4 separate regions of the Mus musculus genome follow, and all the other regions are linked to region 3. A link is a contact called in public promoter capture Hi-C data. All regions are on one chromosome and are shown on one strand. Each heading gives the region's core, a stretch centred on a gene start, on an enhancer-like site or on the middle of the called end of the contact. The rest is flanking DNA. Distances are from core to core; before and after follow the strand shown. Region 1 holds the start of Amdhd2 (amidohydrolase domain containing 2). Region 2 holds the start of Zscan10 (zinc finger and SCAN domain containing 10). Region 3 holds the start of Zfp53 (zinc finger protein 53). Region 4 holds the start of 1520401A03Rik (elastin).

Evidence for each region. Promoter capture Hi-C pulls out the DNA fragments that hold promoters and counts their contacts.
Region 1: a promoter capture Hi-C map of pre-B cells shows a contact between it and region 3, with 2.9 times the contacts expected there. The contact joins the promoter of Amdhd2 here to the promoter of Zfp53 in region 3.
Region 2: a promoter capture Hi-C map of pre-B cells shows a contact between it and region 3, with 10 times the contacts expected there. The contact joins the promoter of Zscan10 here to the promoter of Zfp53 in region 3. A contact is called at or near these places in 8 of 39 promoter capture datasets (the 3T3-L1 cell line, 3T3-L1-derived adipocytes, the C10 cell line and 5 more) and 1 of 115 datasets of contacts at active chromatin or transcription factors (large pre-B cells).
Region 4: a contact with region 3 is called in a promoter capture Hi-C map of the HPC-7 cell line, with 8 times the contacts expected there. The contact joins the promoter of 1520401A03Rik here to the promoter of Zfp53 in region 3. A contact is called at or near these places in 9 of 39 promoter capture datasets (the 3T3-L1 cell line, 3T3-L1-derived adipocytes, the HPC-7 cell line and 5 more).

Annotation. Positions count from the first base shown.
Region 1 is chr17:24,158,882-24,165,996 of GRCm38.p6, reverse strand. It overlaps Amdhd2 (amidohydrolase domain containing 2), which reads left to right and starts at 2,264. Exons shown (of 11, transcript NM_172935.4): 1 at 2,264-2,415; 2 at 2,665-2,801; 3 at 2,882-3,021. The coding sequence starts at 2,333. It overlaps Atp6v0c (ATPase, H+ transporting, lysosomal V0 subunit C), which reads left to right. Exons shown (of 3, transcript NM_009729.4): 2 at 1,115-1,298; 3 at 1,389-2,132. The coding sequence ends at 1,593.
Region 2 is chr17:23,597,132-23,604,805 of GRCm38.p6, reverse strand. Zscan10 (zinc finger and SCAN domain containing 10) reads right to left here and starts at 3,980. Exons shown (of 7, transcript NM_001289481.1): 1 at 3,847-3,980. It also overlaps a transcript of Zfp13 not described here.
Region 3 is chr17:21,483,048-21,490,903 of GRCm38.p6, reverse strand. Zfp53 (zinc finger protein 53) reads right to left here and starts at 1,916. Exons shown (of 5, transcript NM_013843.3): 1 at 1,639-1,916.
Region 4 is chr17:23,721,589-23,729,237 of GRCm38.p6, reverse strand. 1520401A03Rik (elastin) reads left to right here and starts at 2,787. Exons shown (of 41, transcript XM_017317755.2): 1 at 2,787-3,099; 2 at 7,237-7,407. It overlaps Pkmyt1 (protein kinase, membrane associated tyrosine/threonine 1), which reads right to left and starts at 2,902. Exons shown (of 8, transcript NM_023058.3): 1 at 2,597-2,902.

The DNA.
Region 1 (7,115 bases), core at 1,015-3,514, 2.7 Mb before region 3:
CCCCGAGTCCTCCAGTTGATCTCCCCTAGTCCTCCAGTTGATCTCCCCTAGTCCTGTCGTGCATGGGTCTGAATGTGCTGTCAGGAACCTTGCCCTTTGGTTTGCCTCTGCTGCTCACTTTACCACCTTCCCGTATACTTGGTTGGTTTCTGTGATCTGTTTTTAGACCCTCCTCCCCTCACCATAGCTCCCCTAGGCCTTTTCTCTTTCCTTGCTGAATATGTTGTTGTGTTGGGTCACTGTCTTCTTGCTGTTCCTGAGCTCTGAGAAGGCAGAGGTCTCTGACTCTTTCCCTACTCAGTGATGGGCACACAGTAGACATCTTGTGGTTCCGTGAGATCCATAAGTCATATAGAGGAGGGGCTGGAGCTGTTCATGTCTCTTTTACCTCTGGCCCATGTTGTTTTCTGTGTATTGGGTTATGCACAACTTCCCCCACAATGGCCATGGGTGCCCTGGGCAAAGATTTTGGAGGCTCCAGTGTCAGCCATATTAGTAGCTCAATATTTCTTATAGGGTCTGAGGACAAGTGGCAGAAATGAGAAGAATTGGAGTTCAAGACCTGAAGATAGGAGAGGGAAACAAAGTCCGGAAGGGTAGCAGTCTCTCTTGGAGAGGTTGAAGTGGGGGGGCAGTACCAGAAGAAACAGATATAACTCTGTTGTCCTGTCTGGGAAGGCTTGAAGGCCCCACTGTAGGCAGACTCTAGGCAGGAACTGATTGACACTGGAGTGGCCTCTGGGCAGCTGACATGTAGCTCTTATGCTGGAAGTGCCTGGAGCTTAGGGTGTGGGACAGGGATTGCCAGAGTCTCGAGCAAGGCTCTCCTTGGCCCAGCCGCCTCTTCCACGTGACTATGTTGCCAGAGATCACAAGCTAGGGAAGGGGAGTGCTAGGGAACAAAGTCTGGTTTCACAGCAAACGAGCCCCCATGACCACAGGAAGAACTGCAGGCGGAAGTAGAGCAGGAGGTTGGAGGTATGGCTCTGCTAGTGGGAAGAGAAGTGGCTGCTGCTCTTGCTTGGCTGCCCGCCTCAGTTCTTGTAATGGGTGGGAACCTGGGGAGCAGAATGGAAAAAGCTGCTCTGGGCTCACTTACTCTCTCCTCCCACAGCCATGGGAGCCGCCTATGGCACAGCCAAGAGTGGCACTGGCATCGCAGCCATGTCAGTCATGAGGCCAGAGCTGATCATGAAGTCCATCATCCCAGTGGTTATGGCTGGGATCATCGCCATCTACGGCCTGGTGGTGGCAGTACTTATCGCTAACTCCCTGACTGATGGCATCACCCTCTACAGGTGAGTGCTGGGCCTTTCCTCCCAGGTGAAGTGCTTCATTGTCCTGTGGACAGGCAGATTGCTGACAACCTGTGTCTCTTCTCTCCCCAGGAGTTTTCTTCAACTGGGTGCTGGCCTGAGTGTGGGGCTGAGTGGCCTGGCTGCTGGCTTTGCCATTGGCATCGTCGGAGATGCTGGTGTTCGGGGCACTGCCCAGCAGCCTCGACTGTTCGTGGGCATGATCCTGATCCTCATCTTTGCGGAGGTGCTTGGCCTCTACGGTCTCATCGTGGCCCTAATCCTCTCCACAAAGTAGTCCTTTTCCACCATCAGTCACAGGATAGGATGTAAAGATCACCCCTCCTCATTCCAGAACGAACAGCCTGACACATGCACGGGCAGCTGCCCCTCAGTAGTTGGTCTTGTAAATGTGCAGTGTCCTAGTGCCCATTGTCTGTCGCCCCCGCCTTGCCCCTACTGCACCGTGCTGTGGACATACGGGCCCACTCATCTCCCACCCAGGCCCCTGACCAGTGACGAAGTCAGCCTCTGGTTACCCCACCCATCGCCCTAGAGTGCTCCTGTGTATAAGAATGAACTAGAGTTGTCATTTTTCTCTTCACTGGATGTTTATTTATAAAAGATTTGACCTATTCATGCGTCTGTGGAGCAGCTCCTGTCTCCCAACTATATAGTAATCATTAGTAGACTGTTGCCTTGTGGGGTTCCTGTTGCTGAGACTCCTTGGATGGAGCCACCCTTCCCCCTGCCCTGAACAGCCAGGGTGGAGGATAGAGTGCTACTGCTCCTCAGAGCTGGCTCCCAGCTGTGTCCAATAAAAGTTCTCGGATGTGACTGGCTTGTGTTCTGGCGCTTCTGTGGGCGGGCCTGGCAGGGTTTGTCATCATGTGGTCGCCACCACGTGAGCACCGCGGCCACGTGACAGCCCCTTCAGCTGAGAGTCACGTGATGCGACCTGGCCCCGCTTCCGATTACGGCTGCTCCGGGCTCTGCCGGCTTGCGCCCAAAGCTTGCTGGGTTCGGCGCGACTCACGATGCGTAGCGGGCAGTGCGCAGCGGGGGCCCCGGTGCTCCAGTTCACCAACTGCCGCATCCTGCGTGGCGGCACGCTCCTCAGGTCTGGGCTGCATGGTGCAGGCTTAGGCTGGGTATAGAGCTGATGATACGCCAGTGCGGGGTGCAGAGATGGGGATAGTGTAGGGCATAAGCCCTGAAAGGGGCAGGAATGTGGAGGGCGGGACTATCGTGGGTGTGTGGCCGGGACCAAGAAGAATAGTGGGTGCAGGGACAAGCTGGGTGCGAGATAGAACTAGGGTTTGGTTCCAGGGCCTGGTGGTGATCCAAGTGCCTACTACTCTGCCCTCAGGGAGGATCTGTGGGTGCGCGGGGGCCGAATCCTGGACCCAGAAAAGCTGTTTTTTGAGGAGAGGCGTGTGGCTGATGAGCAGCGGGACTGCGGAGGCCGCATCCTGGCGCCTGGCTTTATCGATGTGCAGATCAACGGTGCGGCCTGGCTCGGGCCAGGGAACCCAGGGCAGGAGCTCCGAGCACTGTGCTACCCCCCTTGTTTTCTGTGGCCACAGGTGGATTTGGTGTTGACTTCTCCAAGGCTACGGAGGACGTGGGTTCGGGGGTCGCCCTAGTGGCCCGGAGGCTCCTGTCCCACGGTGTCACCTCCTTCTGTCCCACCCTGGTCACCTCCCCACCAGAGGTTTATCACAAGGTGAGATGAGGCCGTTCTACCCCTGAGCAAAGGGGCCCTCAGGAAAGGACCACTTCCTTCACCCGAATCTGGGCTTCCTGGACTTGGGTCCGAGGGGGATCCGCCTCACTTTCAGTTGGGTTCTGCCTGGTCTCTGCAACTGCCAGTGCGGTTGTCCTCACGTTTCCTGCCCCGGTTCTCATCTGCCACGCCCTCCCAACGCCCTGTAGGCAGCCTCTGGGTCTCCTGAACTAAGGTCGCCTGGAATTCTGCCACAGCCATTGTCTCTTGTCTAGCTCTTCCTCCCTAACCTGCTTATGCTGTGTGACTCACATGAAAAAGCCTTTCAGAAAGAGCTGCTGTTGCTGTGGACTGGCTTCTGTCCTCACCCTTCCACCTTCTATCTTAGCAGGAGGTCTGTTGTCTTGTTCCAAATTTCATGTAAGGTTCTCCCACAGTTTTCCCGGTTTTTGTTTGTTTGTTTGTTTTTTCGAGACAGGGTTTCTCTGTATAGACCTTGCTGTCCTGGAACTCACTTTGTAGACCAGGCTGGCCTCAAACTCAGAAATCTGCCTGCCTCTGCCTCCCGAGTGCTGGGATTAAAGGCGTGTGCCACCACGCCAGGCTAGTTTTCCCAGTTTTAAGGAAGCTTGTTTAGGTTGCTGTCTTCATGTGTTCTCTGCGGGTTTATCCCTTAGACCTGAACTCTTGCTTTAAAAACGTGGTATTCTCTTATGCAACACAGTTGACGAATTTAGTAAATGAATGCTGTTATCCATACTCGAATGGATTTTCTCTGTTCCTGTTGTCAATCGCCGCAGCCAGTTTTTCTTCCAGGACAGGATCAGGGAGTGTGTGGTTGCCCGTGGCTTCCTTTCTGGTTGTGTAGACACAGAAGCAGAGGAGGGAACTGTGGGTATTGAGTGTGGGCTGTGCCCTGGGCTGCATAGGCGTCACTCTGGCCCCTTGACTTGCCACCCTTGGAAGACTCAAGACAACCTTACTTCTGAGTCTCAGTTTCATTAAATGGAGAGTGAGAACAGTCAGTGGGTGGTTGACAATGTCAAGCATTCCTTGAATGTCAACAAGGGATGTCTTTCTGGAACTCTCCCACAGTGCTCCACGGTTACAAGGGCAACCTATGGTCCTACTGCAGAAAGGTACTTGGTTCTCCCAGCTGATCTCTGGCAAAACCCAGAGTCGTCTATCAAGGTGACAGGTGTCAGGATGTGCCCCCTACTACCATTCCCTTGCTAAGCTAAGCTGCTTCTCTTTCCCCTCAGGCACATTCCAGCAGCTATAAGTGTGCCAGGTCCTCCTGGGCGCTTCCCGGAAGGCCTTGCTCCTGTGAGCCCTGCCCCCACGCCCCTTCTCCACCGCTGTGTTTTCCTCATGCAGCAGGCTCAACTGGCAAGGTGCAAGGCTGGGGTTCTCCCTTAGTAGGAATAGTCCTAAGGTTTTTCACCCTGGTGCCCCACTGTAGTCCAGCTACCTCACAGACTCTCAGAAAACACTTTTAGACTAAAGGCCTTGGGAAGCAGGTAGGAGGTGATGGCTGAGACTGGGCAGCCTTGAGTTTAAAAACGAAATACCCCGTTGCATTAGACATCAGGAGACCTACCCTCAAACACCCTCCCTACTATGTCTCCTAATTCCTCCAGGGCCCTTCTCACTGAGGGGCTTGCTCACTTGCCCAGCTACTACTTGGGTATCTTCATCAAGATCCGGTTCATTGAAACCACCTGCTCTTTCTCTAAGATTTACTCTTCTAGCCTATGCTTCAGACATAGACAGATCTGATGGCTTCAGATGATTTTCTGCTTCAGATCTGTTAGCTGATGAAGGTCAGGCACCTCAGACAGGATGTCTGCCACCCTGCCCACCCCTGATTCATCATTACCTTCCTCTCCAGCCTCATTTATCTCGTTTCTGCTGCATGCTCTCACTTTGCCTTTCAAAGTGCTCTTCTAGAAAATTGTGTGTATGTGAGTGTGTGAGTGAGTGTGTGTGTGAGCACGAAAACCTATGTGGGCCTGCATGCATGCAGTGCATGGTATGCAAGCAGATGTCAAGACAACTTGTGGGCATCATAGCTCTCCTTCCATCCTTTGGATCCTGAGAATTAAACTCAGGTCATGAGATAGCTTGTTGGCAAGTGCGTTTTACCCACTCAGCCATTTTGCCTGGTGTTTGTTTGTTTGTTTGTTTGTTTTTTAATTTGCTTTGAGTCAAGGTCTCAAAGAGTCCAGATTGTTTTTGTAATTGAGGCTGGCCCTTTGTCTCAGCCTCTCACATAATATCATGCCTGGCTCTTTGCTTGGTTTTTAAGATACTAAGTCATCTGGTGGTGGCGGCTGCTGCTGCTTCTTTGAAGATTAATCATTTTTAATTCTATGTAGGTTTGTATGTCTGCATGTGAATATGTGAGTACTGAGAACTGAATCCAGTCCTCTGCGTCAGAGTAGTACATGCTCTTAAGCACTCAGCCATCCTTTTAGCCTTGTCTTTATTCTCTGTCTGTCTGTCTGTCTGTCTGTTTGTTTGTTTTTGAGATAGGGTCTCTTTGGGTAGCCCTGGCTATCCTGGAACTCACTGTACAGACCAGGCTGCCCTAGAACCACAGAGGCCAGCTTGTCTCTACCTTCTGAGTGCTGAGATTAAGGGCCTGTGCCACCACTCCTAGCTATACCTTTGTTTTCCTGATCCACGGTTTGGATTAGAGGTGAAGGTAAGAAAATGTGTGTTTGGGGCTGGCAAACAGCTAAGAACACTTGCTCTTGCAAAGGACTCAGCTTTGGTTCCCAACACCCATATCATGTGGCTCATAACTGCCTGTAACTCCAGTTTCAGGGAATTTGCCACTCCCTCTGGTTCTACAGGAACCAGGCAAGCACGTGGCTTTACAAACATATGCAAGCACTCGTAAACTAAACTTTCGCCGGGCGTGGTGGTGCACACCTTTAATCCAGCACTTGGGAGGCAGAGGCAGGTGGATTTCTGAGTTCAAGTCCAGCCTGGTCTACAGAGTGAGTTTCAGGACAGCCAGGGCTACACAGAGAAACCCTGTCTTGAAAAAACAAAACAAAACAACAAAAAAAAAACACCCTAAACTTTCGTCTATGGTGCTGAGGGATTGCACTCAGGGCCTTGTACATGCTAAATAGGTGCTCTACCAGTGCAGTAAGTCTCCAAGCCCCAAACTACTAGGATCCAGTGACCTGCACCCTTTTTATTTTGGGAGAGCGTCTTGCTTTACTGTAGACTGATCTCTAACTCCTGGGTTCAGACGATCTCCTGTATGGGGACAACAGATGCACTCCACTACACAAAGCTTCTCTAGAGTTAAAAGCAGTGCTGTGCCTCCTATCTTTCGAGACAGGGTTTCTCTGTATAGCCCTGGCTGTCCTGGAACTCACTCTGTAGACCAGGCTGGCCTCAAACTCAGAAATCCGCCTGCCTCTGCTGGGATTAAAGGAGTGCACCACCACGCCCGGCTCAGCTTGCTTTCTTATAGAACCCAAGACAAGCAGCCCAGAGATGGTCCCACACACAAGGGGCCCTTCCCCCTTGATCATTAATTGAGAAAAATGCCTTACAGCTGGATCTCAGGAGGCATTTCCTCAACTGAAGCTCCTTTTCTTGTGATAAATCCAGCTTGTATCAAGTTGACACACAAAACCAACCAGTACAGAGGGTGTCGCCTGAGGGTCTGAAAGGAGGGTTATGATTATACTGGGCCATCTCCAAGGGCCAAGTAGGTGCTGCTAACTCTTTCCTAAGGCTGTGGCCATCCTGATCAGAGTGGGCTGGGCTGCGGTGCTAAGCCCTATCCCATCTGCACTGAGTTCCTTCCAGCCCTCTGCTTCTGCCCTGTCTTCCTCCTGCTCCCCAACCCGCCCATCCTGCCCTGTCTTCCTCATACCCCCCCCCCATCCCCCGATCCTGGCTTCCTTATTCTGCAGCTTAGGGAGGCTGTAGTAATTTTTTTTTCAAGAGTTTGGCATCTATATTCTAGCTGTTTGGCCAAAGCCACTTTGAAGGCTAGAACAGTTTAGAGCAGTCCTTCTGCTTCTGTGGCCTGGGAATGCTTTTACCTTCCGGCCCTTGTGGTAGGT
Region 2 (7,674 bases), core at 2,731-5,230, 2.1 Mb before region 3:
CAAAAAAATCAGGGAGGGCTGAAGGGGCTGTGATTCAGTAGGTGAGAGCTCGCCCAGCATGCTAGCACCGCATAAACTGGGCATAGTGAGGCAGGCCTACAGACAGAAACAGGAGGCAAGAAGACCAGGAGTCCCAGGTCACCCTCAGCAGCTATATAACAAGTCTTAGGCTAGTCTGGGGTGGGGTGGAATTGGCAAAGGTGGGGATGTAGATAGGTGGCGATCGAGAGCGCTTGCCATGAAAGCCGTGGCTCAGAGCTCGGATCTCAGTATCCACAGAACAAGCAAGAAATGTTCCCATACATTTCTGACCTACCAATGTTGGAGGCAGAGACAGGAGGATTGGTGGGAAAGACCAAGGCCCAGGAAGATATCTAACCCAAAGGACAGTTAGTTAGAGCTAGCCAGCAGTTAGAGTGGGGCATCCCAGTGCTGTCTTTCTTTGCATTCCTATAGGTGTGCACATATGGGGCCATATGCACCACACACATTCTCACAAACAGAAACTGGACCTTTCTGGATGATTGTCCTATTGTACACCCATAGAGATGTGGTGTGACCTTTTACCTGCCCTATTAATGCATCCACTAGGGGCTCTGTGGAAGAGAGACTAAGGAGAAAATCATTTCATCTCTTGGAGCTGGAGAGACATCTCTGTGGTTAAGAACACTTGCTGCCTCTCTTGCAAAGGACATGGGTCCTGTCTCAGCACCCACTTGGGGGCTTACATGTATCTGTAACTCCATTTCCAGGGGATCCAATGTTCTCTTCTTCTGACCTCCAGGGATCCCAGGTAAGCACACAGTGTAATACACGCATGTATAAATAAATACAACTTTGAAAAAATTCAGATTTATAATCCACTCCCTCCCTTTCACATGTGAAAAATGAGTTTGAGTACACTACAATAGAGCTGTGGGCTAGGGAGTCACAAGAGTCCCACTGCCTAGCTTTGCGATCAGCTTGTTCTTCATCTAGTGTGGTAACAACTCTCACTCACTTTCTCCTCCAGCTAGCAATGGAAAGTGTTTGACTGTCCAACAGGGGGCACTAGGTGCCACCTTTTTCTCTAGCTCAGAGGGCTACTCCTTCCTTCCTAAGGACTAGACTCAAATCAATTCAGTCCAGATCAATGAAACCTTTCAGCACTGTACAGAAGGGTTAGCTCCTCTTTCCAGGCTGGGCATGGAACCCAAAACTCAGTCTCAGGAATACTAGGCAAATATTCTACGGTGCCACACTTCAACCAGTTTCCAGTTTAAGTTCCTTCCTTCCTTCCTTCCTTCCTTCCTTCCTTTCTTTCTTTCTTTCTTTCTTTCTTTCTCTCTTTCTTTCTTTCTTTCTTTCTTTCTTTCTTTCTTTCCGCCTGCCTCTGCCTCCAGATTAAAAGTGTGTGGCACCATGCCCGGCCAGTTTAAGTTTCTTAAAACAAAGTGGCAGCGGCACTTTGGCTGTCTCTCCCAAGCTGATCTCCTTACCCACCCCAACCCCCCAAACAGTGGGAGTTCCGATAGGGGGATGGGACCAGAGCCTTAGGCAGAACTTTCCATTCCAGTAACTGCAGCCCAGAGCAGCACCACACAAGGAGCGCTGCTGCACTGTGGGCAGACGGTGGGTGGGGTGGGGGTGGGGTTTGGGGGGTGGGGTGGCGGGCGGACTTGTGGTCATTGTTCTCATTCTTATTAATTATAACATCTTATCAAAGGTATCCAGATTAGGCAAAGTGTCTCTGCCCTGAATTTTGTATAGATAGTGTCCAGGATGAAGAGAGCTCTCTAAATTTCCTTTGTAGGAGAGCTGTATTGGGTGGAAGTATTACAGAAAATCCAGAATTTTAAACTAGCCTTGGGAAAGAGGGATGTGGTGCAAAATGATGACCCAGGCCTAACTCCTGCCCTGGGTCAGGTTGTCTCCATCTTGATCCCTTGCCTCCCAAACACAGCCTGTCCAGTGTGAGCTTTCATCCCATAGGTGCTTTTTCTATTGCAATGACCTCGTCCAGTTCAGGGGCCCTGAAACACATCACCCACTGGCTGCTGTACCCTAATCACTGCTCACTGCAATCTCTTCTCCTGGCTTGAGCAAGAGGCATTGTTTCGAGTTCAGTAAGTTTTTGCCTGTCATTTGAAGTGATTTACTTTAATGACTTGAACACGTGCAATGGAACAGCAATAATAATAGTACTACGTAGTAGTAGTTGCCACTTTGAAGTTTTGAAGTCCTAAGAATCAAAGTACGGTTCAGGGAAAAAAAATCTGTAATAAACACCCAAAAACTAGGAGGATGAGACTTGAGATGTAGTTCTCTTAGTAGAGTGCTAGCCCTACCAAACATGTGGGAAGCCGTGGGTCCAATCCCCAGTATACAAATGTCCTCTAAATCCTAGAACTTGGGAGGTAGAGACAGGAAGATCAATTGAGTTCAAGGTCATCCTCAGCTCAGTTGGTGATTCAAGGATACACGACTCTGTCTCAGAAAACAACAAACATATTAGAAACAAAAAGGAAAAGGAGAGAGAGGTTATGGAGCCAGCCACAGGTGAGGCAGGACTGAAAGTTTCAGGCTCGCCTGGACTTAAGTGAAGTACAAAGCTGGCTTGGGCAACTTAGTGAGATTCTTTCTCAAAAATAAAAACACAAAGAGGGGTTGGAGTAGTATCTTCAGGGCCTGTGCCCAGCCAGCACATCGAGCCCTAATTTCTGGCTCACACACACAGGAAACAGCATTGCATTTCGCTGTCTGAAGAAGCATATGAAATATGATATGGAGGCGCTCCAGGCTCAGAGCGTGGCTGCTTTTCCGGAGCTCATGAGACTTCAAGTCCCAGAACTCACATGGCAACTCCCAACTGTTGGTGGGACCCAGTTCCCTCTTATAGTGCGCAGATGCACATTCATACAAACCCTCTGTATATAAAATAAATAAACCTTAAAAAAATAAAAACAATTAGAGAGTGAAGTCACTCTGGCCACTCTGCAGCAGATGCTCGTGAGTTCCAAGCGTTTAGCAGCCCAGTCAGTTGCCTGCTGCTCACTTCATCCCGCCCGGACTCACTTGCTAGATCAACCTATTAATCCTACAGGTTCAGAGAGTCCAAGGTGATTTACTCACAGCTTCACCCGGTGCTGCAATACTGCTTGCTAAAGTGGAAATGGGGTTCCGAACCCACTATTTGCGTCCTACCCCATGAAATTTTGCCAGTATTAGCTTGGAGTATGACAGCATAGATAAGAAAGAGAGAATTCTAGATTCTGGTCAAAGGCCCGCCTAACCACACAGCAGCTGGAATTTCTAGGTGAGGACTTGCCAGAGGTTTCCAAGAGATGGAATTCAGGCAAGTAGGCCTTAGAAAGCCTGTCCCTCCCCCAGGTCTCCAGGACAAAAGGCCTATTAATATGCACCTCTGTAGGGGGTTGGCTGGGTGTGGGGCGAGAAAGCTCTTTAGTGAAATCTGGCCGGTCTAAATTTGTATGTAGGTACTGCTATAAAATCCACCTACACACTAGGGAGCTAGAGTGGTCCTCTGCAAGAAATAACCCCCTTTCTCTGCTAGCAGTCTAACTTGCTCAACTCTGTTAACTTGTTTTTTTTTTTTTTTTTTTTTTTTTTTTTAAGGCAGAGATCCCCTTCTGGTGCTAGGAACGCATGGCATCGTCACTTCTGGGACCCTCCCTCATGTCTCCAAGGCCACAAATGCATCATGCTGTGTGGCCTTGGAGTCTCCAGCACGAGTTACCCGCTCATTATAACCAAGACTTTTCTAGCTCTCAGCCTACCAGTAGGTCCCCCGAAACACCCTTCACTCTCCACAGTGCTGTAAGCCTACACCCCAGCCCTCCAACTCACCACTCCAGGTACCGACGCCTGAGGCCGAGATGTTTGGGGATCCTTGGGAGAATTCAGGGTAAGAGGCAGCGTAGCCTAGTTTGGGAAAGGAATCCCGGGAAATGGAACAGGAAGTTCCCTGCCTGACCCATCCCTTTCAGGTAAGGGGATAAAGGGGCTTCCAGGAATTAACCCTTCACCTCCCAGTCTGGGTGGGGTAAGGAAGAGGGAGGAGCCAGAAACAAACCAAGGGAAAAGTGATGACTCCAGATTCTAACTTTGCCAAGCTTCTGTAAGAGTTAAGTTACTCTAAGCCAGAGCTTCTCCATCTACGCGGAGACAGACTGATGCCCTTTTGGGGCCAAGAGCTTCTGTTTTACGTGCTTGCTGTGTGTAGGCCTCTTTGCTTGGCTTTTCATTCATACAACAAATATTTATCTACATGTTTATTAAACAGCAGGCTCTAAGGACATGGAGCTAAACTGAGGAATGAGGCCCTGCCCCAGGTGGATTTGGGGTGTGGGGGTTGCATTCCAAGGAACAGATGAGACTGCAGTTGTAAGAAAATAAAATAGGTCAATTAGAGTGGAAAACACCTTTAATTCCAGCACTCAGGAGGCAGAGGCAGGTGGATCTCTTATTAGTTCAAGACCAGCCTGGTCTACATATTGAGTTACAGGTTATAGTTACGTGGTGAGACCTTGTCTCAAAGTAGAAAAGGAGGGGGACAGAAGGCAGGTGTGATGGTTTACACCTGCAGTGCTATCTTTTCCAGGTTCAGCTAAGGCTGGAAGAGTGCCCTGAATTCCAGATGGGCTTGGTGTAACAGAGTGAACTTGTCTCAAAAACTCAAAACCAAAGGGATACATCTCAGTTGGTAGAATGCTTTCCTGCCAAGCAGGAAGCACACATCATAAAATTGGGCATGATCGTGCACACTTGTAATCTCTGCATCTGGGAAATGGAGGCAGGCCTCTTTCAGCTAATATGAAGTCTGAAGTCACTGGGCTACATGAAATCCCGCCTCAAAACAAACAAACAAAAACCTGGGCCACTGACTTCCACAAGTAGTCCTCTGACTTCCACATGTGCCCCCACCCAACCTATAAATAAGTAAATAAATAAATGTAGTGAGAAAAAAATTAAAACATACACCGACAAGAAGATGTGATAAAGATGAGTGTTCCTCAGTCCATATAGCTTTTAAAAGTCTCCCCCACCAGAATCCTGCTAGTGGCTTTGTCCTACTAACAGCGCCCTCCGCCTCGCCCCGCCTCTCAGGAGAAGTTACCTCCACAAACCCTTTGGAGCCCACTTTAAAGTCAAACTCTCCCCTTTGCATTGATGGGCTTTCTTAGTTACATGCTCCCAAATACAGAGGAGGATTCCTTCCGGGAATCAGTGGTGCTATCTGGAGTGTCCACCCCGTTCTAGAGTGCACTACATCACTCGCGGGGTCAAGGAAACTCGGCGCTGGTCGCCCCCAAAGCCCTGATGTCTCAGACTGTCGTGACTAGGCCCAGCCTTGCTCTGGCTGCTCCTAAGTTTCCCTGCTAGGGTCAGCATCCAGCTTATTTTTAACTGTGTGGGGTGGATCTCACTGGACCACCCAGTAGGCACCAGTTTTCTTACTGCGCTCTATGTCCTCAGCACAGAGCCCAACGCCTAGCACGCAGGACACAGGAAAAGGCTGAGCGACAGCTTGACTTAGGCACCGCCCTCAAGAGATTTCCAGTTTTTCAATGGCAGAGCACCTCAACTTCCTGCTGCGGACTCCTCCCACAATCCTGCAACTTTGATTCCTCTCTAGAAGCCCCAACCCAAGAGAGGTGGGCCGGATGGTGGGAGCGGGGCATTCTGGAATAGGCGTGGCCTTCTCTGGAGGCGCGGCGAGCAGGGTGAAGGAGTGGAGAGCTTTCTCTAACAGCAGCTGGGCACAGTGGGTAGAGTCCTTCCTGTCTGTGGTTGCGGTGGTTTGGGGGGCGGGGAGGAGGGGGCGCAACAAAGGTTCTGAGAGTAGGGAGGAAGGCTGACGAGTTTACAGCTTGTGTAAACAGGCTCCCCAACTCCTGCTTCTCTGCGTGGTCTGAGCCCGCACATGTTCACCTTTACACACTAGCCTACACACTAACCGTAGACATGAACCTATCCTGCTTCTTGAACTCTAGTGGAGGCAGCCGCCCACCCTGGGGAAGCAGAAACCATCGTGTACCCAGCAGAGGGCCCTTGACTGGTGGTCCAGCAGAACCAAGGTCCACAAGGGAGGGAGCAGGGAACTGCTGGGTCAGAAAAACCTCTCCTCAAACTGGCAGGCAGTTAGGGAACACAATGTGCGTAGGACGCGGTGGGTACACTGTCTACTGTGTTCAGTTACTAGTGAGTCGTAGGACAATGTTTCTTAAGGACTCTCTCCCTGTGACTGTTACAAATTTGTTTTGTGTTTATATGTGTATGTATATATGTGTTCCTGCTGTATACATATGTATACAGGCACACGTGTAGTCATACTTGTGTGCAGGCTGAAAATCCATGTCCATTGACTTCTTTGATTATTCTTGTTTTTTTCCCCTCTGAGACAGGGACTTACTATGAAGCACTGGCTGGTCACTGTGTAGATCAGGCTGGCCTTGAACCCACTAAGGGGTATCCCCTTGCCTTCTGCCTTTCTTCCAAGTCCTGGGGTTAAAGGCACACATACCACTATGCTTGGCGCTGTCCTCCTCCTCCTCCTCCTCCTCCTCCTCCTCCTCCTCCTCCTCCTCCTCCTCCTCCTCCTTTTTCTTCTCCTTCTCCTCCCCCCCCCCCGCCCCCTCTGTCTCACTGTGTAACCTTAACTGGCCTTGAGCTTTCTCTGTAGACCAGACCTCAAAGATCTGCCTGCCTCTGTCTCCTAGGTGCTTCAATGAAAGACATGTGCCAACATGCAGAACATGCTGCCTTGGTTGCTTTGTTGTTGTTGCTGTTGGTTTGGTTTGGTTTGGTTTTGAGGGGGGAGTATCCGTTACTGAACTGGGGCTGGATGGCAGGCTTGACTGGTTGGCTCCAGGGATCCATCTACATCTGCCTGCTGAGTGTAGGGAGTACTGGTGTTTACTGCCACATCAGACTTTTAATGTTGGTGCTGAAAGTGTGAACTCAGGTCTTCAAGTTGCTATGACAACCGTATGGTCTGAGTCGTCTCCCAAGTCTCCACTAATTACTTTTGTTGACCTGAATAAGTTTGAGAAAAAAAAAATAGGACAGTCAGATTAATTCTAGGTTCTGCTTAGTTTTCTTCTTCTTCTTCTTCTTCTTCTTCTTCTTCTTCTTCTTCTTCTTCTTCTTCTTCTTCTTCTTCTTCTTCAAAAGATTTATTTATTTATTATATGTAAGTGCACTGTAGCTGTCTTTAGACACTCCAGAAGAGGGCTCCAGATCTTGTTGTGGTTGGTTGTGAGCCGCCATGTGATTGCTGGGATTTGAACTTAGGACCTCTGGAAGAGCAGTCGGTGCTCTTAACCATTGAGCCATCTCTCCAACCCCAGTTTTTTCTTTTTAAAGACTTGTTTATTTTATTGATATGAGTGTTCTATCTGCATGTACACCTGCATGCCAGACGATCCCATTACAGATGGCTGTGTGCTATCATGTGGTTTCTGGAAATTGAACTTAGGACCTCTCAAAGTACCAGTGCCTTTAAACGATGAGCCATCTTTCGAGCCCAATGTGTAACCCAGGTTGGCTTCCAACTTGTGATCATCCTGCCTCTGTCTCCTTCAGGAAATCCTGTCAGTGTGCACCACCACAATTGGACTAGTTAGCTTCTTGTCTCCTGAAGACATGCTAGAATTAGCTGGGAAGAGTAGTCTC
Region 3 (7,856 bases), core at 667-3,166:
AAGCATTTCCTGAAATCGGTCTTTGTTCCTGTGAGGATTTCACCTTACTCAGTAGAATGTGAGACTCATCCACAGAAATCTCACATACTTGCAGTCTAATTTGCCAAGAACCCAAAGGAGGAGCAAGGGAGACAGCAAGAAAACTATTTTCACCCACAGAAATCAGAGTTCCAATTCTGCAACATGCAGTCTGTACAGAGCCCTCTGAGCAGAGACCAGGCATTGCCCCTCCTCCTGGGAGAAGTCCAGAGTCACACCACTGATTGTCAACAGACCACAAAATAAAAGATAACAGTTTGAACATTCCTGCTGGTGCACAACTTTAATGTGAGCACTGAGGAAATAGAGGTGGGTAGAAATCTATGAATTCCAGTCCAGCCTGGTCTACAATGGTGACTTTTCCATAACAGTTTAGTCATGTGTCCATGGGCAGAATGCTTTTCTTGAACCATTAACAAAACAAGATTGCAGATATTTTCTGATGTAGATGAGTTATAATTATTCACAAGATTATTTCTAATATTGTCATATACTATAATTAATGCCTTTTAATTTTGTTTCATTCTCTCTGTCTCTTTCTTTTTGCTGCAAAACTGGGTTTCTCTGTGCAGCCTTGGGTTTCCTTAAACTCATTCTGTAGACCAGGCTGGCAAAGAACTCCACCTGCCTCTGCCTCTGGAGTGTTGGGAATATAGGTGTGTACCACCACCAAATGCTGTCTAACTGTGAAAACCCTGTAGCCTGATTCCCTCAAACAGCATACTGTGATTTTCCAGGCTCTAATTTGCAACATTAAGAACTCAGAAGAAGACAAAAAAAAATTTTTTTTGTCTGACTTGCCTGCCTTCCTTACTTTTTTTCTCTCCTTCCCTCCCTCTTATCCATCCTTCCTTCTTCCTTCCCCTTGTTTGTCTTGTTGTTGTATTTATATTTAAGTTTTTGGAGACAGGGTCTCACAATGTAGCTGTGGTAGTCCTGGAACTCACGATGTAGATCAGGTTGGCCTACAAACTCAGTGAGATCCATCTGTCTTTGTCTCCTGACTGCTGAGATAAAAGATGAGTGTCACCAAGCCTGGCGGCACCCTTTTCACAACGCTATATTTACATCACAGAGTGAATACACAGAGTTTTAGATGAAAAATTAATGGTGGATAAAACGTTGACTTTTAAAAGTTAATGTTTACATCCATACCTGTGGAACTCACAACAAATTGTACTCTTAATTAAATTTGCAGGTGTTCCTTTCATGACTAATATCTAGAAGCTTTCATGGAATCATAGTCCCTAGGTCCATATGCCACTCTCTTGAATAAGGAAGTGGTAGCACACGGAAGTTAGTATGGATAATCGAAAATCTCAAGAGCTTTGTCCTTTCCACCATAGCAAAGAGAACCGCGTTTGCAAATATCAACCGATAAATTTAAATGTTCTACTAGGTTATTCGTAGGAGAATATGTGGAGGGTAGAAGATCAATTAAAAATAGCACTATTCAGTCAATATTATTGAAAAATGTATCGACGAGGGTAAGACATCCAACAGCACAGTTTTGAGAGCTGTCATCTTTATGAGTTGCGGAGACATTGATCATGCTCTGCTCCACTCCCGCCCGTTCTGCAGCCCCGCAGCTCCTCTGACCTGGAAGGTTCCAGGGCCGCCAGGCTGCTGTTCCCGCCGCGGCGCTGCTGACTCTCCCAGGACGCCCCGCCTGGCACCTGTAGCTTTGGGGGTTCACGGGTCCCGCGAGACCCCGGCCGTGTGCTCTGCAGGCAAGTCTGCACCACGCGACTCCACACAGTGCAGACCCTAGGCCGGAAACGCGTTCTTAACACTTTAGGCTCTGACTATTTAGCCTCAATTCCTTAGGCTCACACACATTGCATCTCAGTATCCCTGCTGGTCACTCCTCTAAACTCGCCCACTCCACACCCTTCCTCTACACCCAGCCAATGTGTAACATCCTCCCATCCTCTGCTTCCGGGTGAGTGGCTCCGCCCCACGGAAATCAGTCCCTCCCACTCGGTCTCAGGCTTCCTCCCACAGATCCAGCTGTAAGGCTGACCTGGCCTTGATCTGCACGGTCTTCCCACCTGCTTGTTGCGAGCCTGGACCAGAACTGGATCTGATATGACGCAGCATCCCGGTATCTGACCCCCATAGTGAGTTCTGAACCCGTCAGATACAAAATAGGCATCCTAACACCCCCATTGGACTATGAGCCTCTGGGCCATATAATATATACCAAAGAGCAAAACAGGCTAAATTCAGATGCCAGAATGCCATCTATTAAAATGCAAACGTGAGAACTCAAAACCATATACTGCAATTTTGATTTGGGGAGAGACTTTTCAGGAACGTGGAACATAGTCTTCGTTTTAAAATAAAGAAAAATCCTACCTGATAAACAGCTTAAAGGAAGAAGCCATTGAAAAGTCCTACCCGCCTATGATGTCTATGAACCACATCAGTGGTCCCCAGTTACCTTTGCATAATTTTAGTTTAATATAAATTGCGGTGTTTTAAGATTTAAACTTCATTAAAAGCTTTTGCAAGTTTCTTAACTTTATGTTTCCATTACTTACACAGTTGTGATTTGTAAGTAGACCTCTGGGGAGTTAACATTTTCTTATACTATAATTGCATGGATTTTCAGAAAAACCAAGATGAAACAAATAATTGAGAAATCAGTAATCAGCTTTAGGGTGCAACTCAGAGTACATGTTTCTGTTTTTAAATATTTTTTCTCAGAAATTGATGAAGAAGAATTTAATGCACTCAGATTCACAATACTTGGGTAAACTAATGTACCATAATGAAGATTACTGTTTTGATGACCCAGACTTTGTAATATTAAAGGCTCCATTTAAAACATCAAAGGCCTTTTCTTTCTTTCCGGGGGGTGGGGGGAAAAAGAGAGAGAGAGAGAGAGAGAGAGAGAGAGATAGAATCACTAGATTCTTCAAAAGTTATTGATGTAAAGCAAATATTCTGCCAGATGTCAGAGTTTCTAGATGATTTGAGGCAGGTCTGCAGTGGACAGCTATTGCTTATTTCTTTCCTCCATTGTCTGAGTTCCACACACTGTTGTGTTTCTTAACTTTCCTTTTACAGTTATTCTCAAGTCAACTCTCTACAATGACTCCTGAGATCATTTACCAGAAGGGTATCAGTGTATCCTCCACTGAGAAGAAAATGAAGGATGTAATATGAATGAATACCTACATATAAGGAAGGCAATTACAGAACAATGCTACTTCATGGACTCACATTAGGTTTATATTTGTAAAAAAAAAAAATTCCAATCTGACATCAGCATAGTCAAGTAAATTTTGTTTTATACTAGTGTTAAGTCACTGTAATTCAGATACAATAAGGTGCAATGTCTTCTAACAGTTACAACAGGCAGGACACCTGTTGTGTCCTGCTCATTCACTTGCCCACCATGGTTGTGGCTATATCATCTCCATGTTTCTGGGCAATCTCATTTGCCTCAGACAGGTGACCAGATCTAACTTGAATGTAATAATCCATGTGTTCTCTGAGGTAGCCCATGACTAATGAAAGAATATTTAGAAAGAACACAAACGTCTATCACAGTACTGTACTCAGTATATGAAGAAAAGACAGAATAGAGAAATCTAAGGAATGATTTTCCAAATTCTATTTTCTGATCAGATCGTCACTATATTTAGGGAGAAATTTCTGTTTGCATATCTTGAATTTTTCCTCACAATTAAAAAGTATGTGAAATGCAATAATGAAATGGAGCTTTAAGGTATGACTGCAGCAGCTACAAAACTTGTGACCTACCATCTGTCCTGCCCACAAGATGGCATGGCAATGGTGGAACAGAAATTATGGAAGTAGCCAACCAATGTCTGATTTGAGTTAAGGCTCACTCCAAAAGGTGAAAGTCATACCCAACCTGCCTGCATAACCAAGGACCAGAGCCTAGACAGCCCAGAAACCTAGGATAAAACAAACACTAGTCATGTAAAATGAGAAATAGAAGTATGAACAAAATCGACTACTAATTCTGTTGTGCTGTACTAATAGATCAGTGCTTTATTCAGTCATCATGTGAGAAGATGTCTACAACTGCAGATGGGAACAGATGCAGAAGCCCAAAGTCAGACATCAGGAGAAGAGAGAGTCTACATGGAGGTCTCCATCAAATGCTTCCCCTCAGAGCTCAGGGAACCGTAGAGAGGATGAGGCAGAAAGAGTGTTAACAGCCAGGAGAGATAGAGGACACCAGGACAACAAGACCCTCTGAATAAGCAAGTGCAAGTGAACTCACAGGGACTGAAGTAGCAGACACAGGGCCTACACAGGTCTGCACATATATACTATATCTTTACGCTTAGCATTATTATATGACTGCTGAATGTGAGGACAATGAGGAAGAAGAGGTGGTTGGGAAATCAGAAGGGAAAGACATGTCATTCTCTAAACTCCATACCATACAACTATTATAACCAGTAACCAACAGCAAATGCACTTACCTGCACTGGCCTCACAGAACACCACAGACTAGGAAAGGGAAAAGGCTCACTTTATTTCTTAGATGTTGGCTATGAATATACTGTAGGAGAAGAATCATTGCCTTTAGTTGTTATCCTGTGCTGAGCGCATTAGGCTCGAGCACACATCAGGCTCCAAACCCACAGTCTCACATATGGCTCTGGTTCATCTCAGTGGATCACAAGCAATATGAATAGAGATGAACACAGTAGAGTGACTGTTGGAATTGTGGACCAGGATAGTGGAGAGGTAGGAGGTAGATAGGCAGTATTTGATGTATACTTTCCCATGTGCACACAGACACACACAGACACACAGACACAGACACACACAGACACACACAGACACACAGACACACACACACACTGTGTTATACATTTATATGTCGGTGTGAAATAGACAATAATAGACAATCGGTGGGAGATATTTACTCGTTCATTCATTCATTCATTCATTGTAGACAAGGTTTCTCTGTATAAACCTGGGTTTAAAGGTACCTATAATCAACTCAATTTTCTTTTAAATTACCACATCAGTCTTTAATTTGTTTTTAGTTGTACAAGTATCTAGTGGGATTTATTTATTTGTTTATTTTTGTTTTTGAGAAATCACTAAGATCAGCCTACCTCTGCCTCTGGAATGCTAGGACTAATGGGATGTTCCACCAAGCCCAGCTCAGTATCTGCTTTAGCATCAAATAATAATTAGAGTCAGGAACTGTCTCATTTTATGTTAAGAAGTAAGTCAATGATAAGTCATATTGCTTTTAGTTCTATGTAGTTCTGATAGAATTCTGTGGACGTGGGATTATTTTAAGGATAGCATTTTATACTCCTTCAGTCACATTGTTACTTGTAGTCTTGTTCTTATTATTTATTTCATATTGTGTGTTATATACATCTGAAACCTCATCTATTTCCATTAGAGTTTCCAGTTTAGTGCAATAGAAGTCTTTAATGTCAGTAGATACAAGCTCTAATTGTTAACTCATTTCTAGCAAGTAGGTTGTGCCTTTACCTTGGGTAAACTGTTAGGTCATTACAAGCTGGGCAGTGGTGGTGTACTCCTTTAATCAAAGCACTCAGGAGGCAAAGGCATGTAGATCTCTGTGAGTTCAATGCAATCCTGGCCTACAGAGTGAGTTTCAGGTCAGCCAATGTTACACAGTGAAGGTCTATCTCTACAAATAAATAAGCACATAGGAAAATGGTATGTGTAAGGTATGGGTAATGTCATTCAAGCCTTCAAATCCAGCACACAGCCGACAAAAACAGGGAAAGTAGGTGTTTAAGGCCAGCCAGGTCTACATACAGAATCTAGGACAGCTGGCAATACAGAAGGAGGCCCTGTCTAAAAAGAAAGCCAATTTCTTCCAGAGGAATAGCTTTTTATGATATTAGGCTCGAGGAATATTTTGCAGATGGAATAGAAATATTCTAAGAGGCAGAGGATCAGGGAGTTTGCTGTGAGATTGTTGCTCCTAGTAATACCAGAAGCTGTTGTAGATTTTGATTAAGAGTCATGTCTACTCCTGACAGTACCCCATTCATGGTTCAAAGGAGACATTAAACATCATAAACTCTATATAGAGTTACTGCAGTTGTGACAAGGTAGCCACTGGGCAAGAACTGCCCTAATTCATTTATAGGCAAAATACTGTCTAGGAAAGGACACAAGATATGGGATAGTTGACAGCTTAGCTGTGCCAAGACAGAGCAAGCTAGTCCTCAAAAAACCTACTTTACTTAGGAATTACAAAATTCCTACTTTACTGAAAAACTCATGATTTACATTTTTTACAGCTCAATAATATTTTATACATTGCTGTAGAGATGGCTCCGTGGTTAAGAAACTGCTCTTCCAGAGCCATATATTTTCCAACAAAATCACCAATGAGAAGCTTGCTTTTAAGTTTTTGGTTACAGCTGTCCAAAAGACTCCCAATACATTACATGCCATTGCTTTTGTTCATGCTTGCCTCCCAGATGTAGAAGGTCAGTCCCTATTGTTGAAGAAGCCATCAAGAGATGAATATGACATTAAAGACTCTTCCCTGGGGACTAGCTTTCACGGATAGAACAAGAAGGCAACATGCAAGCTTACCAAAAAGGGAGCCAACCAACAATCCTACTCAACTATGACACCTATGAACCAGAACAAGCTGCCCTGCATGAATACCCTAAAGTTACAAGAATGGCAACCACACCCTACTAGCAACCAACAGCTTCTAATTGACTTAAGACCTTCTTGACATGAAGGAGACCATGCTGAGGCCTGGAAATATAGGTAGTTTCCCCAAGGCTAGTAAAGTAATGTATCTTGGAGGAGAAGCTACAACAACTACTTTACTAAATCAGAATAAACCCTAATTTCATTCTAAATATTTACCCTACTTTCCACACATATATTTTTTGTTTTTGTTTTGTTTGTTTGTTTGTGTTTGTGTTTGTTTTTTTTTTTTTTTTTTTGAGACAAGGTTTCTCTGTGTAGCCCTGGCTGTCCTGGAACTCACTCTGTAGACCAGGCTGGCCTCGAACTCAGGATTCCGTCTGTCTCTGTCTCTCAAGTTCTGGGATTAAAGACATGTGCCACCACTGCTCAGCTCACAGATAAATTTAATATTCACCTTCCATCAAGGAAATGGAGATAATTGCAGAAATCCACAATCAGTCAAAATGCAAAGCTATAATGGATATTATAACTGATACATAAGCAACACAACTCTGGCATCTAAGGCTCAGCCATCACTGAAAAAGAAGGGGCAGGAATATTCTAAGAGCCAGATGAACAGGTTTGCTGTGACATTTCTCCTAGAAATGACAGAGAAGCTACATACATAAAATCTTTCAATCATGGCTGTCTATACATGAAAGCTTACTAGTCTTCAAGCCTAGTCAAATAATGAGGAATTCTGAGAGCCAGAGAATTAAATTTCCCAGAGAATAGTATACCATATGGTTATTCAATACCAAGTGTTAATATCTGAACACATACAGACTGAATAGGCTGTACTTCTTTGCTTAGGAATTCACACAAAAATACAGCAACAATGAAAGGAAAGGTTGAGAAATAGTAAATGCCCATGTAAAGCAAAGATTTGACATCAATTACATAAAAATGACCAAAATGTGGGGTTTTTGTCATTTTGTGTTATTGCTACTTATATAAAGAACACTTTATAGGCAACTATAGAGATGGTGCAATGGTTATGATTGCCTGTTGTACTTGTAGAGACCAAAGTTACATTCCTAGAACCCACAGTGTAGCTCCCAACCCTTCATAACTCTAGTACTGTGGGACCGTGAAAGGCAGCCTGTTTTCTAGTTGAGCTA
Region 4 (7,649 bases), core at 1,538-4,037, 2.2 Mb before region 3:
GGAGGCAGAGGCAGGTGGATCTCTGTGAGTTTGAAGCCAGCATAGTCTATAGAGCAAGTGCCAGGACAGCCAGGGCTATATGGAGTGACCCAGTCTCAAAAAAAAAAAAAAAATTGTGTGTGTGTGTGTTTTCCCCCTCTCAAGACAGGACTCATTATGTAGTTCAAGCTGGCTTTGAACAGCCTCCTGCCTCAACCTCCAGAGAGCTGGAATTACTTATTTGCAAAAAGGATGTCAAACAAACCAACAGGAAAGAAGAATCTTTTCAACGAATGGCACACAACTGGATAGCTACATGAAAAAAAAATTACTACAGGGGAAAAAAATCAACTTTATTCATCTTTCTCACTCACTATACTTATAGTTTTACTTTGTTTTGAGAAAAGTCTATGTAACCTGGACTGATCCTGAACTTGAAGCAATCCTCCTGCCTCAGCCTTCTAAGTGCTAGGATTATAGGCATGAGCTACCACTAGCTGACATTGACAGAAATATTAGTGTTTGATCTTGGAATGGATGCCTCAGATTTGCTAGTGGTCTTATACATATATGCTTTCTTAGGATGGCTTTTCAAAAGCTATTATTTATTTATGGGTCAAACCATTATTTAAAAGCTACTAGTCATTATAGGTCAAACCAAGGGGCTAACACACGTCAGGAAAGCATTCTACCAGAGCTATAGCCTCAGCCCTACATCTGTTTGCTTTCTTTCTTTTTTTGTTTTTTGTTTTGTTTTGTTTTGTTTTTCGAGACAGTGTTTCTCTGTGTAGCCCTGGCTGTCCTGGAACTCCCTTTGTAGACCAGGTTGGCCTTGAACTCAGAAATCCACCTGCCTCTGCCTCCCAAGTGCTGGGATTAAAGGCGTGCGCCCCCACCGCCCGGTTCATCTGTGCTTTCTAAATCTGAGATGTATTTTATTTTATTTTTTTGAGACAGTGTCTCTAGTTTAGGCTGTCTTCAAGCTCCCTCACTGTGCAGCCAAGGAAAACTGTGAGGTTTTGATCCTCCGGACACCACCTTCAGGGAACTAGGATCACAGACATGTCCTACTACATTTAGTTTATGCAGTGCTGTATATCAAACTCAGGACATGATTCATGTTAGACAAATGCTAAACCAACTGACTTATTACTATAACTCCAGGTCCTAAATCTGGGATATTTTGAATTATGAAGAGCACCTGGCACCAGGAGTTTGTGGAGCTGCAACTCTGCACAGACATACAGAACGCTGAAGGACTTAAGACATAAATGCTAACTGCTGTCTTTCTTAATCAGTGCTTTAGATAATAGTTGAAATGACTCAAGTATAGTAGTGCCCTGGTGTCAGTATCTTTGTGCCCCTTGGGGCAAAAGAGGGTGTTGGGTTGCTCCAATGTTGTAATTGAAACAAAGGCAAAAAAGCAATAGAAAGTGTCCATTTTAGGGGAAGCCACAATGTATCAAAGGAGCCACACCTAACCTCTAGTAGTAGCTAGATCAAATTACTACTTAGGTTAAGTACTTAAGAGGCTTGCTGGAAGGCCCTCTTGTTATGGATCTATTTACTTCAAGAATCCCATCCCAGAGGTGGCCTTTAGCTTAGTGATAGAGTACATGCCTGGCACCATCAGCGTCCTGCATTTGATGCCCACCCTAAGAAAAAAAAAAACAAATCCCATCCCAGGTCTTCTGTAAGGATCCACGATCATGCTTGTTAATTAAACCTACAGTCTTGAAGGGGACGTGGGTGGGGGAGGTAAGAGTACTTGCTGCCCTTCCAAAGGACCAGGTTTGATTCCCTGACACACAAGCGTCTGTAACTCCAATTCCAAAGGGATCTGACACCCTTTTCTGACCTATGTGGGCACTAGGCACAAACAGACAAAAATACACATGCATTAAAAAGAGTAAAAACTTTTTTTTTTTAAAGGAAGAAGGAATACAGTCTCCATGCCTAGCACCTGGGAGTCCATCACCTTCTGTTTCAGCCAGAGAGACCATTCCCTCTCAATGCCATTTTCATTTCAACATCACTGGTCATTTACATTCTAATACCTCTGGCCTGGTCAAACAGCTTTTATGGGGTGAGAAGGGTTGGTAGTGGAGTCCCGGCTGAGTACAGAGTGTCCCTGAGCCACTGGGTTTCCAGGGACCTCACCCTCTTACTGAGCTGTACCCATCTGTTGACCACCATCTAGCGTTAGACTGTGAGTTTCTCCCGTGCAGGGCCACTGCTGAATCCGTTCGGTAGGCGAGGGGGAACTCTGACAAACCATTGCGTAAACAGGCTGTCACCCGGGGGTGGAGGGGCTCTTCCCAGAGAGCCGCGGGAGAAAGAGAGGCAGTGCTGGAAAAGGAGCGCCCAATGGGAAGGGACAGGGGACCCGCGGGAGTAGGCGGGGCGTGGGCGACAGCGCTGACCTGGAGTCATCCGAGGGCTAGTCCGGCCCGTGACAGACACGGAGGGGTGGGGCTGCTGCAGGGGGGTGGGGGGGTGACCGGATACTGAGAAGAGGCCGGAGGGCAGTCGCGGGGCGCAGCGCGGCAGGAGCGCGGGCCAGGGCGCCGGCGGAAGAGCGGCGCAACCGGGAGATCTCACCCGGGTGTGGGCTCACCTGGGGAGGCTGGGCGTGGCGCAGCGTGGCGCAGCGTGGCGCAGCAGCGAGGTCCCAGGTTCCGGGTCGGCGGGGGCCGCTGGGGACCTCACAGAGGCCAGGCAGGCCGGGGTCGGGCAGCGGGGCCTCTGGACACCGGGACGAAGCACCCTCCAAGAAGGGGAACCGCCCGTGAACGCGCGCGGAGCCAGCTCGCGCCAAAAATTCCAAACCGGCCTCGAGGCCCCGCCCAGGCTCGCCCGTGGTCCCGCCCCCGCCTGGTGCAGCGGGTCTAGCGCCCGGGGCATTGGCCCCGCCTCGCGTCTTGCGTGCGCACCGAGGTCTCCCCGCCTCCGAAGTTTGCCGGAGCGCTCTCACTGCGCAGACGCAACTCTTCGAGGCCTATTGCGGCGGGAACGATCCTTGGCCCCTCTCTGTCGGTATTTGTCGGCCTTCACACTATGGTCCCCACACCAGCTGCTCTCTATTGGCTGCCTTAATATTCGTGTCCATAAAAGGGGCAGGTAAGGGCCCTGCAGCCAAGTGGCATCTCCTCAAGGAGTTGCCACTGGGGACAGCACAAGCGAATGTCCCACTACTTATAATCTTATGCATATTCAGACACCGGTCTTCATCATCCCAGGATAGCGATTGGTAGCGCCTGTTCTAAGACGGTGGAGTCTCCTTGTAAATAGGCTGTCTGAGGCCGATTCTTACATCCTTTAGCTCAGAACCTTGTGCTCAACTGACTCCTCTCAGTCACTTCCTGGCCTCACAACCTCTGGTACATGATGGGTTGTCACTTTTCTTCTAAACGTGGAGCCGAGGAACCTAGGACAATTTCTTTAAAGAAGGTCTGCACAGAACAAAGTGGGGTGGAGCTTGCTTCATGGAGAAAGGGACCTTTATTGATTTCAACTAGAAGTGAAAAATCATGCTTTATAGCCAATCTCTCTAAAATGCTCCTGCAATCTCTTGGAACAACAGTGGGAAGGAAGGCCAGGCCCTACTTAAGCCTGAGATCAAGAGCTGGGGTACCGCCCACCTCCAAGCCCTTCCCTTTGCTTTAGTGACTTTGAGAGCCAGAACAGTTGTGACTTGGTCTAGTCCTTGTTGAGAACCCTAGACAGGTCCCTCTCCAACTATTTAGAGCTATTTTCTGCCAGCTCCGTTTTCTGGACAGGCCTCCCCTTCTTCCAACCATTTATTCCTCAAAGTCTAATTCATAATGATTAAAACACACTAACACACACACAGTAACAAAAAACAAAACAAAACAAAACAAACAAACAAACAAAAAACTGCACTGGTACATGTCTATACCCCAAGCACAGAGGCGGCTGAGGCAGAAAGGTCACATGAGCCTAGGAATTGGAGGCCAGTGGGTACTATAACAATATTCCTGGGGCTGGAGAGATGGCTCAGTGGTTAAGAGCACTGACTGTTCTTCCAGAGGTCCTGAATTCAATTCCCAGAAACCACATGGTGGCTCACAGCCATCTGTAATGCCTTCTTCTGGTGTGCCTGAAGACAACTACAGTGTACTCACATACATAAAATAAATAAAATCTTAAAAAAAGAAAGAAAGAAAAAGAAAACTCAATTAAAACAAAACAAAACAAAAAAACGAAACAAGATGCCTGTCCTCAGATAAACCACTAAGTAAAAGTTGGGTAAAGTGGTGTATAGCTCTGTAATCCCAACACTGAAGACCTGGGGAGGCTGAGGCAGGGGTAATCTCTGAGTTTGAGGCCACCCTGATATATATCAGAAGTTCTAGGCCAGCCTGGGCTACATAGTGAGACTTTGTCTCAAAACCCGGCACAGTTTTATCAATTTGAACCCTGTCTCATAAAGAAACTAGGGAAGAAGTAGAAAGGCTAGGCTGTCAGCTAGCAGGTGTGAAGCCCTTGGTTCAATCCCCAGCGCTACAGGGAGAAATAAAAGCATTTTATTTCAGTGGCATACATCAGAAAACATCTCACTCTGCAGAGAAGGCTGCACTAGACACCTAGTAAATATAGATTAACAGCAGTTACAGGTAAGTGGACAGACATCCTGTGAGGGAACTAAAGGCTGTAGTGTTGCTCTGCCAGTCTCCACATGTGTAAAATGAATAATAGCTCCTCCTTGCTGGAAGAAACGAGCATCAACTGAGAAAATATATGTGAACTGCTTTTGTTAGAGGAGAGGCAGACCAGAGAGATCTGTGCTTTTCTGCCCAGGTTCATGGTCTTATCTGTCTTTTTTTTTTTTAAAGATTTATTTATTTATTATGTGTAAGTAGACTGTAGCTGTCTTCAGACACTCCAGAATAAGGAGTCAGATCTTGTTACGGATGGTTGTGAGCCACCATATGGTTGCTGGGATTTGAACTCCAGACCTTCGGAAGAGCAGTCGGGTGCTCTTACCCACTGAGCCATCTCACCATCCCTGTCTTTTTTAAAAAACAAAAACAAAAACAAAAAACAGAAGGCCAGAAAGCAAAAGTTTGATTTAGAAAGTGAAAGTTGACATGGAGCAGCAGCAGAGGGACAGTTGATTGGTTTAGTGCTTTTGATCAGTAGAGGTGAGAGCCGCTAGAGTTCTCAACCTGAGGGTCGAGACCCATTTGAAGCTATCTAAAGAACTTTTCACAGAGGTTGCCTAAGACCGTCAGAAAACACAGATATTTACATTACAGTTCATAACAGTAAAACATTTACAGTTATGAAGTGGCAACAATATTGATTCTATGGTTGGGGGTCACCACAACGTGAAGATCTGTATTAAAGGGTTGAAGCTGTAGGGTGACTGAGAACCACTGCTCTAGTGTAAGAGTTCTCTCCCATTGATGCAAAATGGGCCCACGGGTTGCATCAGTCAAGACAAGAGCAGCTGCTGGTTAAGTCAGGAGTCACCTCTACCCATACTGCGATGGCACAGACAGAGGCATGTTCCCAAGGGGATCAAAACCAGGACTCTTAGCTGGGCATGGCAGTGCATGCCTTTAATCCCAGCACTCAGAGCCAGAGCAGGCTGATCTCTCAGAGTTCAGGGCCAGCCTGATTTCTGTTATAAGTCTCAGGCCAGTCAAGACTACATGTAGAGACCTAGTCTCGACAACAATAAAACCAAAAAACAAAACCCTAGGACTCTTGCACTGGAAACCTCAAACCTCCCCTAGGTGCTCAATTCTGCAAGCCTCACCCCTCATCCAGGGGAGACCCCCCCCAAACACTCCCAATTACACTTCACCATAACAGTACCACAGAACTGCACACACTTCTCAGACTCTTAGAAAGAGTCTCTCGCTCAGATGGGATCACAAAAGGGGTGGTGTGACAAGAAAGGGAGGCAAAGATGATACTCAAATGGAACCCTACAGAACGGAAGGAAGCCGTGATGGAAGCTTCTGAGGACTGGCTGCCTTCTATTTCTGTTGCATAGTGTTTATGAGCATTTGTTACATTGTATATTTCTGTCTAGTGTATGCTTGCTTTTCAATGTATATCATATATCATGGTTGCAACAATTCTAATAATTGGGGGGGGGGGTTGGAGGGGGAGAGGAGGTTAATAGAGGTCAGCTTTGCCCATTTATGGGTGCCTGGGTAATGTCTGGGAAGGTGTCCCAAAGGCAGCCAGGGGAAATCGGAAGCTCAGATCTGGCCTGAAGAGCTGCCGATACAGGGTGGAGGGGGCAGCTGAGGGGCAGCAGCGCAGCTGCTGGTACAGGAGGCGTCTGCCTACAGGCGCCTGGCTGTGCCTCCAGCTGTCCTCCCAAATTCCCACCCTCACAGGTGCTGCTGGAGGTTAAGCAACTGTCAGGGAATCCTTTGACACAGACTGCCATTTTAAAACATGTATCCTAGGCATCAGTCCTGCCGGTCCAGCAGCTACTATCTCCTTGCCCTTGATCCCTGCCAGACACCTCTTCTGTTTAGATATTTGGATACCGGGCCTTGTCCCCTGTCCTCTTCAGCTCAGGGTGCTCAGCAGCCCAGACTAGTGCTCTGGCAGGAGTTGTTGGAGCTCCCAACTCTGTGTTCTTGGACTACCTGGGTGGAGCCAGTATGGTGATTCTGCAGGGCTCAAGCAGACATCAAGCTGGCCCAAGGACTCAGGCTGTCTGGGATTTTCCTCAGGCCTGTGCCAGCTCCCAGACAGCCTGGCACTGGCCAAGCATACCTTCTGTGTAGCCCCTTGAAATCTTTCCCTTTACCTCCCTGGCACCCTGTAATGAATACTATGTGTCTGTATGTCTGACTCTGCTTAGGGGGCCCTCAGCTGTCCCAGCTCTGAAGCTTACTGACACATCTGGGCCTGGGCCTGCTCCGGAAAATGGGGAAGGTTAGGAGCAGGAGAGAAAACCTCTTGGAGTGCCTAGCATCAGACTCTAGCCCAATTTAGGAGTTGTACCATTTGAGCCAAATGCCTTTTCTTCTCTGCCTGTTTCCCCATCTACAAAACCAGGCTTTCCAGTAGCTCTGGCCCTTGGCTTTTACTGCCATCACTTTGGAGGAAAGTACTCAGCCTCAAAAAGGCCAAGGTCAACTCACTGACATGCCTAGGGCCCACTCAGCTGGCCTTTCAGGGAAACCAATTAGGAACACCAGGGAACCAAGGTCCATGACCTTGGGGCAAAGCAGGCAATGCAGCATGAAAGTACTTTCTATCCAGTTGTCCTGGACTCGAAAGGAGTGGCTGGGACCTGAGCACCCCTGCGTCCTTCTCAGTGACTAGTGGAAGATCCAGTCCCTGGACACCAAGCAGGATGGAAATGGGCAAGCAGGGTGCTGCTGTACTGAGATGCTGGGCTAAGGGACCCTGCAGTCAATTTTTTCACAAAAGGTGAGTCTTTGGGGGAAGGTGGAGAGATACCGTGGGACTGGTCATATGCATGCATGTCCAGAGTAGGGAGAGATTATCTGTGAGGTGTAGCCCTGAGTTTAGGGTGTCCAAGAGTGATCTCTAGAGCTAGCTTGGTGCTGCAGTTGACCTATGAGTGAATGGTGTTGGCTAGTCTGCTGGCTGCTGGCTGCAAAAACTGGGCTTCGAAGTGTGGTGGGCTCAGAGGCCCCGTTGTCTCCAGA